2 separate regions of the Mus musculus genome follow, and region 2 is linked to region 1. A link is a contact called in public HiChIP or PLAC-seq data. All regions are on one chromosome and are shown on one strand. The core of a region is the stretch at or near the end of the contact, and the rest is flanking DNA. Distances in the headings are between cores, read along the strand shown.

The links. HiChIP or PLAC-seq counts read pairs in DNA pulled down with a chosen protein or histone mark.
Region 2: a contact with region 1 is called in a CTCF HiChIP or PLAC-seq map of the NIH/3T3 cell line, with 19 read pairs. The contact joins the promoter of Kirrel here to the enhancer-like site in region 1. A contact is called at or near these places in 12 of 39 promoter capture datasets (the 3T3-L1 cell line, 3T3-L1-derived adipocytes, cranial neural crest and 8 more), 4 of 15 datasets of contacts at CTCF or cohesin (the NIH/3T3 cell line, embryonic stem cells and large pre-B cells), 119 of 484 Hi-C or Micro-C datasets (the 63-12 cell line, 8-cell embryo, the AML12 cell line and 61 more), 35 of 115 datasets of contacts at active chromatin or transcription factors (the 230-238 cell line, the NIH/3T3 cell line, a beta-TC-6 cell line and 22 more) and 6 of 9 other capture datasets (adipose tissue, embryonic stem cells, embryonic tail and 3 more).

The regions. Positions count from the first base shown.
Region 1 is chr3:87,070,951-87,075,502 of GRCm38.p6, reverse strand. No RefSeq gene overlaps it. Among named protein-coding and RNA genes, the nearest start is that of Gm24472, 6.3 kb to the right of the region's middle. Within about 2 kb of position 2,137, at least 64 of the 459 cell types and tissues checked have an H3K27ac peak or open chromatin away from gene starts, as enhancers often do. A contact at or near this core is called in the C2C12 cell line, the NIH/3T3 cell line, Sertoli cells and 12 more, where this site is marked.
Region 2 is chr3:87,171,809-87,176,360 of GRCm38.p6, reverse strand. It overlaps Kirrel (kirre like nephrin family adhesion molecule 1), which reads left to right and starts at 1,824. Exons shown (of 16, transcript NM_001170985.2): 1 at 1,824-1,965.

The sequences.
Region 1 (4,552 bases), core at 888-3,387:
ATATTCAGCATCCCATCGCCTAGTACAGTAGAGTTGATCCCCGTGTTCTGGAGGAATGCTGTGATAGAGGAGAAAAACAGTCAAATCTGTGAAATAGGGAAATTTAACCAGTGCTCAAGCTGGAAGAAGTACAGATTTCCATGAAGAACTTTGGCTCTGGTGAGGCCAAGCTGAGAAGCAGTGGCCAGTGTATACTAGTGCTGAGAGTTCTCTTGCTGAGTCCCTAACTGACAGACAACGCTGACTTGATTATTTTTGGTCAATATGCTATAAATGGAAGTAATATGTCACTTCCAGACCAAAATGTTTCATTGTTCCATTTTTTTCTCCTGTCTTAGGAACAACATCCCATTAATTATGTTGTCAGAATTTCTAGAGTGAAAACCTGGCCCTCACAGGTCTGAACATGGTAGGTTCAGCCACTCTTACCTATACAACAATTAAGGAGATGGATAAGATAAAGAAGAAAGAGGAGAAGATCTAATTGATGTGGCCCAATTAAGAATAAATAAAGAGATCCAGGGACTCCTAGGTTTACAAAGTAGTAACATGAGGCTTAGGTTAAACAGAGGAAGAACTGGGGTGGATAGGCAAAAAGTATGGTTAAGAAATGCTGATTAAAGTACGGTCTGGCTGATCATTTTCTCAGTCCTGGTTCTGTAAGGTGGTCCGAAGAAGTCCTGATCATTGCCCACTACTTGTCTTAGTTAGGGTTTTCATTGCTGTGAAGAGACACCATGACCAAGACAACTCTTAAACATTTAATTGGGAATCACTTACAGTTTCAGAGGTTCAGTCCATTATCATCAAGGTGAGAGCATGGCAGTGTCCAGGCAGGCATGGAAGCTACCAGGTAGAAGGAGCTGAGAGTTCTAGATCCTGACCTGAAGGCAGCAAAAGGAGGCTGACTACTACAGGACCCAGGAGGAGACTGGATTCCACACTGTGCAGATCCTGAGCATAGGAGACCTCAAAGCCTGCCCCCACAGTGACACAATTCCTCCAACAAAGCTGTACCTACTCCAAAATCACACCTCCTAATAGTGCCACTCCTCATGGGCCAAGCATTCAAACACATGAGTTTAGAACTATTCAGACCAGCACAGCACTTAAAAGGATCAATCAGCTTCCCAGGAGATGGCCACTTCCTAGTCACCCTCATCTGCTGGGGCTTGGGAGAGCTCCACTGTGCAAATGTCTGCTGTGAATTCAGGGCAACTGGAAGTTTAAGATAATTTGTCTCTGGACTTTCAACCTTGAAGAAGATAAGACAAACTTGATGGGCATTCTTTGAGTGATTAGCACACGTGAGTGTAGAGTTAAACAGGTGATCCAAAGTAAAGGGCAACAGCAGCCACAACGAAGACAGAAGTGCCAGCCCCTGGCCTGTGTCTGTGATCTTTGAGGCTAAGTTAGGAGTCGATGTTCTTTTAAGGCAAAGACCTTCTAAGTGCCCACTCCCAGTCCCAGGTGGAGAGCGTTGTAGTGGTCTCTGCCTGGGCCCCTGAGGGATTGGTCAAAGCAGGGTCCCTATGTCAATTTGTGATAAAACATGGGTGTTGATGGTGTCTTCATTTTACTATGATATTGTCTGGAAGTCTAATCAAAGGGCTTGTGTGTGCTGAACAGGGCTCTACCACTGAATACCCCTAGCTCCCAAGAGCCTAATGTTTTGTGGTTATCCACTACTGTAAGCCAGTGTATGCTATCTTCATTAAAATCCTGCTTTTCACCATTTGTTTATCCAGGAAAATTACATCTTCACATCTATCTCTTCTCCTCTGTGAAATAGAAATAAATTGCTTATAGTCTCCATTCTACTGAAACTGCTTGGTTTGAGAAGTCTTTGGGGAAGGGATGTTTGCTCCTATCTTACACATGGGGGGCGGAGGGCTAATGTCAGCAATTGCCCCCGGGGTTCAGGAAGAAGTATCAAGTCCAGGATGAGGCCTAGATTAAGAGCTAAGCGGTGCTGTGTAACTGGTTGATGTTCACATGGCAGGTGAGTCTCACCCTTTTCTGAGCTCCCTTGCCCTTCTCCATGAACGTCTGTGAGCACTTAGTGGGATGAGATATACAAAAGCCTTTTGTAAGTCGTGGGATGCTGTCCAAATGTGAGTTGTCTGGGACTGGTGATGCTGTTACATTCCACACCGGTAGCATCATCCCATACCACACACCCCACTGCCTGGTGCAGACACTCTTCTAGCCATGACCTGACAGTAGAAAGTGCTTGTTCAGCTGGGCTTAATAGGTCCGATCTTGCCAGGCCCCAGGCTTCTAAATCCAAAGGATCAGTTCTCTGGAAGAAAAGAAAAAAGAGAAAAAAAAAAGGCACCTGGGGAAGAGAAAGAAAAATCAGTTCATTAGCGCTCACTTTCCTGTTTCCTTTCTGCGCTGTAATTAGCCGCACAGAGGCAACCTCCTGTGGAGAACAGGACTGCAGCCGGAACTGGACTGGGAGCTTTGTCTTGTCTTCCTCTGCGCAGACGCCTGCTCTCCTGTGCTTTCCATGCAGGCTCATCCTGGGGACAGTTCATATTTTGAGACCCAGATCAGTGTTCCCTTTCCCCAAAAGACACACTGGTTAAAGCACCTTTTCAAACAGTGCCCTGCCAATATTCCTAGCAGAGGCTGGCTCCTCAGAATTACACAAGACTGGGGCTAAGGGATATCCCAAACCTGGCTCTCCTCGGAATGCCCATGATTCATTCCCTCACCAAAATAAATACTTAGAAATATGATACAGAACCTCAAAAACTGTAGGCAGCTCAGGGCCATCTGATCCAATTAAGCAAAAGCATTCGCCTCAGAGAAGACATATGGGCTCCTCATCAAACCCATCAAGGGACACAGTGTGACTTTGTATAGAGTATGAAATCCGAATGGTTGGGCTCGTCTCAGTCTCCCCAGTCCCTGTGCCTTTGGAGGAATCCTTTGGCCTTTCTTTCTCAGCCTTGGCTTCCTCATCAATAAAAGTATTCTTTCATCCATGTTACAAATGCTGGCTGACTATTCACCATGTATTAGTCTCAATCAACCCAATACCAAGAACAAAGCTCAGGCCCTGCTCTCATAACCACACTGAATTAGCTGGGGAAAAGACAATAAATAGGTTGGCTGCCAGAGAAGGGAGAGCTAAGGACACAGATGAAATGCTGTAAGCCCAGAGGGTAGATAGGAGAGTGAGCGTTTATGCTGCGTGGTCAGGAAAGGGCTGAAAGTTCAGTTACAAGCAAGGTAAGCTGGGCATTTATCTAGAGACAAGATGATTCCAGACGAAGGCACTGGCAGCTGTGAAGAGCCTGAGGCAGGAATGTGTGTGGAAGACTCAGAGAGGAGCAGTAAGAAAGTGGGAAGCTACCCTGGTAGACAGTGAAACAGGAAAGACAGTGGTGGGGGGGGGCGTTGAAAATTACTCTAGAGGTAGAAAGATATAATAAATTGTTATAGCGGTTAGAGTCCAGTTTGGACATTTATGAACTCTCGATATCTTGTTGAAAATAAAATAAAGGTAGACAAAGATTGTAAAATAATAGGGAAACTCTATTCAAAGAAGAGAAGTGATAAAAGTTAGAAAAGAATAAACTCAAAACTGACAGTGAGACATGTGGGTGAGGTACAGAAGGACCCTGACAATTATTGGGGGGTTGCTCTTACGGGGTTCAAGAGAAGGAGTTTGGTCGCTATGGGTGTGGTTTGTTTGGGTGGGTCTCTAGTTTGACTGACGGACTTGGATTACATGAGCCTTCGCTAACTGTGCATGTCTTTCCCACAGTGCAGCAGATTTAAATCATTTGCATACCCAATAATTGGCTTATTGTACATGCACTCAAAGCTAATTCAGGCCAGTTCAACTAACCCAGTTTTGTACCCAGATGTAACTACACTATGACTGGATAGAATCTAAGTTTGATGGTCATTAACAGGAGGAGTCCCAGGTTGCTAAGCTATTCCTTATGCTTACCTGACTCAAAATGGCTGGTTTTACAGGTCAAAAGTGATTGTTCACTTTTGTGGTTTTATGTGGTGTAACCCAGTGTGGGCAGTCTGTTGGTGGTGGTGGTGGTGGTGACTGTTCATGCTCACCTGGTTATTACTACCTTTTTAAAAAAGGAGGTTACCATTATTTTGGCAAGATTATTGGAAGATAGTTCTTCTTGCTACTGAGCTTGGATCTGCTTACTTCCAGTTTTTGTCCCGTGGCTGTAGTTTTGACGTCTGCCTTTATTCTCCATTGGATTCATATACTGTCTTCTGGCTCCTCTTAGCAGAGACAGATGGTCTATTTGCCACCACGATCCTGACTGCCATCTTTTCCATAGAACCAAGAGATGACCACAGATTCTCAGACAAAAATCTTTAGAAGATGAACATGAGGATATCCCACAGTTAGTGCTTGGCTAAGGCCATGGCAGCCATTATGACCTGGGCTCTTTGCAGTGTGTCCAGATGCGGTATGTACTACTCTGTGAGCCATTCTGGCATTTTTAGAAATTAGCCTCCAAGGAGCACAATGACCAGCCCCTTCCTGTGATCAGCATCCAGATCT
Region 2 (4,552 bases), core at 575-3,074, 100 kb before region 1:
GACCGGGTTGGCCTTTACTCACAGAGATAAGCCTGCCTCCTCCTTCCCAAGTACTGGGACTAAAGGTGTGAATCATGATGCCCAGCCAGTTCTCCGCCATTGTCTCCTGAGCTAGCGTTACAGACATGCACCACTATACTCGGATTCATTCATTCATTCATTCATTCATTCATTCATTCATTCATTCATTCATTCATTTATAATCTGACTGGTTTTGTGACTGGACCATATCAAGTACCAAAGCAATACCTGTTGAATGATCAGTTGATGAATAAACTAAAAACCCTAACATGTCTGAGTGCATGTGTTTGTATGGATGCTTGTCTCTGTGTGGGGTGGTATTCTTAATCTCTGGATTAGATATCCCTGTCTTAAAATTTTGGTTTTTGTCTATGCTTGCAAATATTTTTAACATAAAGAGAACTCTGAGTCATATTATGCTTTTGAATATGAACTTATGGGTCGTTTGTTAGTTTGGTTGGTTGACTGGTTAGCTGGCTAGTTTTGACTTTGTTTCTGTGCCCTCTAATTGTTCCAGATTGCGTCTGGACCACTCACTCAATCTAACTGTCAAGATTTTTTGAGGAAACTGTGCCCATCTCATATCAGCAGAGGGCACTAGAGCTGTGTGCCTTAGTTCCAAGCCTGAAGATAAAGCTATCTTGGCCAGGAGCTTTTAGGGACTCAGGAGATCTAGAATATGAGAAGGAAGAGGTGGAGGCCTCTCCAGATGGGCGTAATTGCAAAGTTGTGCAATTCCTGTGTTTCTATTATTTCTCCCACACTCAGCAGCCCAGTGAGCAGAAGGATGTATTTAGGGATTGGGAGAGGAGGTGGCTACTACACTGGGTTCTGGACTGGAGAACCCACCCGAATGCACTTCTATTTCGATTCTCCATGTCTTCACCCCAGTGCACCTCAAGTTCCTGAGTGCTTAGAGATCGATCAGTGGCTGCCTTCTGTAGCAAGCCTTCGGGGAGGCACAAGAGAAAGCCACCGAGTTCTTTGGTTTTCCCTCCGGATAGATAAATGTCTGGGGTGAACAAAGGAAGAGTTAACTGCGCCTCTTCATGGCTGCTACGGACTCCAGCGCTGAGGCGGGCCTCAATGTGGCTGGCTGAAGCCCTCAGAAGGGGCTCAAAGACAGTCAAGATTTCTCCAGCCTGAGATTTGTAGGCAAGAAGAGCTTCTCCCTCTCCAACACTCTCGAGTTAATTGAGAATTCTTAATTTAGGCATCTAGGGTTAGATTCTGGGGTTTGGGATTAAAACGAAGAAGAGATCTTAAAGCTTTTACACCCCCATCCCCCAGACGCATAAGAAGCACACCCCTCCTAACACAGTCATCCAAATTGATGAAGGTTCGTCCTCAGTCCTGGCTGCCACCCCATGCCCGGCTCAGTTACACCACTGGGGGTAAAAGTAGGTCTCGCACCAAGCACTGGTGGGCCAGGACCCAGCGGTCCTTGCTCCAGAGCCTGCGACGCCTCGTTCTCCCCACCCCTCCCCACCCCTTGCCTCTGCCCTCAATTCCTTTCTCTTTGCTCTCCTCCCATCTCGGTTCCAGCGAGCGGAGCGAGTGTGTGCGCGCGCGTTGGGGGACCAGGGGAGGGCAGTGGAGGGAGGCGCCGTCGGAGGGAGAGCAGACGTCAGGAAGAGAGGGAGGGAGCCGGGGAGGGAAGAGAGGGAGAGGGAGAGAGAGCGCGCGGCGCGGAGGTTGAGAGAGGCCCCGAGAGATAAAGCCGGAGGGCAGAAATTATTAGGGGGCGCGGGACGAGAGGAGGGGCCAGGGGAGCGAGCCGGCGGCTAGAGAGGCAAGCGAGTGTGCGCCTTGTGTGCAAGGGCGGGAGGGAGGAGAGAGAGCCAGCGGCGGCCCCGCTCGCGCCGACTGGGGCCCAGCGGCGGGCGGACAGCATGCTGAGCCTCCTCATCTGGATCCTCACTCTCTACAACACTTTCTCACAAGGTAAGCCCCAGCCGCGGGCTAGGGAGTCCAGGGAACGGGCGTGGAGTTTCCGGGAGAACACCGAGGAGTTCTTGGTGAAGCGGCCCAACTTGCTTCCTCTGGCTGCGCGGGAGAACAGAGAACTTAGGTCGCAAAAGCCGAGATCCGAGTAGAAAAGGGATCGGAGTGCTCAAAGTCTTTCCTCCAGTTCCTGGCGGTCCTTCCTCCATCCCTCCACTTCCTGGGCCCAGGGCCGGACTACTGGGTCCTGGGCAAGAGAAAGGCTGGGAGGAGATGGGATTTGATTTCAGATTTGGGGGGCGGAGTGCGTGGAAAACACAGACGCAGGCTTCCTAAGATGAGGCTGAGGGATCCTGCTACCCCAATCCAGCCTACAGTCACCTTCATCTGATGTGCGGCTGCATACTGCTTGGGGCTGCCCCTCAAAGGAAGGCTATATTCGGTCCCCCGCCCTGGAGGTTGTGGGTGGGAGATAGAAGTCTAGATACCAGGGTTGTCTGGGTTCAGGGGAAGGGGAGTTGACTGAGCCAGGCACTCACTTCGGGTCAGAAAAGTGCAGGTTTCTGAGGCTCCTTTGGAACTAGCTGGGCAGAGCTGGTAGGAAGAGTGGGAGAGAGATGAGTGCATTCAGGTACACTGGGCTGGATGCACGTGAAGGAACCAAGGGTCCAAACCCCAGCCAGGCCTGGGGTCTGCAGGAAAAGGCTTTTGCCTCCTGAGACTGACTCCAAGGAAGATTTAACACTGTCGAGCCCCTCGCCTGAACTGGAGCACAGAAATCAGACACACAGATAGCTTCCAACAGAGACATGGAGACAGACTACTCACCTAAGGAGACCCCCCCACCACCCACACACACACACACATGGAGACAGACACATACACAAAGACACTGATTGACACCTCTGAAGAAGGAAGATTCCTCTTCTAAGCTGACACACACTTGCCTAGTTATACCCTGGCATCAAACTTAAACTGTACATACATGTTTCCTACATTCAAAGGACATAGCACTCACTCACACAGAATTGCTTCCACACACCCCAGCCATGGAGCAAACAAAGAAACTTGGGGCAGACATTCTTATAGGCAGGCGCCTACAGAGATGTTACAGTCTTCAAAATGGAGGAGGTGGTCTCTCACTGGGGTGGGTGAGTGATCTGGAAAGAGAGAAGCCGCAGAATGGAAAGAGCCCCAGGCATTGGCCAGCTCTCTTCCTCTCCTGAATGGTGTGTGTGTGTGTGTGTGTGTGTGTGTGTGTGTGTGTAGGGGGTGGGGTGCTCCACTGGACCCCCCTCCCCTTTGCTAGCCCTCTCTCCTCCAGCTCGGAAGGCAAAGCTTGGCTTAGCTTAGGGGTCTCAATTCCCTTTCCCTCCCTGGAGCCTCAGGACCCTCTTAGAACATGAGAAGGCGCACATCCGCTGTGTGAGAGCAGGAGTCGAGTTAGGGGGAGGGAGAAAAGAAGGCCTGGTTTCAGGTTGGCCACTTGTCAGAAAGTTGGGAAGATAAGTTAAGTTCTGACTTTGTTCAAGCCAGGTTGCTGGAGAGGGGGAGGGGAAGAGCATGGCCGGTCGAGGGGCAGCTGTGTCAGTTCTGATAGGTGTCAGAAGCAGGCATCTCTCTGCCCCTCTCTTGCAGCCCTCATATTCCAACCAAGTAGAACGAGCTTTAAGAAACAGAAGCTGCAGTTAGCAAACATGAGAGACATGTAGCTTGAATCCCGGCTGACTGGAGGTCAGGGAAAAAAATGCTTGCCGAGTACCTGTCCATCATTGTGGGTGGGTGTGGCTAGGGAAGGCAACCGAATCCCAGCCTACTTGACTCTTATCAGAGGTGAAAGCCAGAACTGCAGAGGGGTGCAGATGTGTGTTTGGGGAGGAAAGCAAAGGGAGAGAGGGGAGTCAGGAGAGCCGCTCGCTCCTCGGCGGAGGGTTGGGGAGGAGACCCTTAGGGGAGAAATGGGGACATGGGGACACTGGCAAGCTGAGGACGAGGCAGGGAGAGTACACAGGGTGGTTGGCTGTGAGCTGGAGGAGGAGGGATGGTAGTGGGAAGTGAGGACGAGGAGAGGTAGTCTGAGGAGCAGCAAAACTGAGAACAGAGAAGAGCCGGGAAGGGGAAATTCAGCCTCGCTGAGAAATAACAGCCGTATTCTAAAGACTTTCGATGGGTTTCATCTATCTTCATTTTTTACTAAATAATTTTCTGTATCTTATCTAAATGAAAACCATTATCTTCCCCCTCCCCCGCTGCCTCGTCCATCACGCCCCAGCTCCCCAGACTGATTGCGCTGAAAATTGAAATATTTATTCATTTTCTAGGAGATTTTTCTCCCTCCCTAGTCTCAGGGAGGAGAAATTGAAAAGGAAGGATTGTAGTTAATCAGAGCAATGTGGGCTGACAGGATGGTCCCCGTGGGAGCTGCCTCCTGAGGCTGGTGGCTCTGGCTATAGGAGGAAAATCTCGTCCTCTGGCACCCCCTCACCCCAAGCTCCTCCTGTCTGTTCTGCCTTTGCTCCAAGGAGACTAAGGGGTAAAACAAAGAGGCCCAAGGGCCTCCTATGTTTCCAGCATTTCGCTCCCTGTG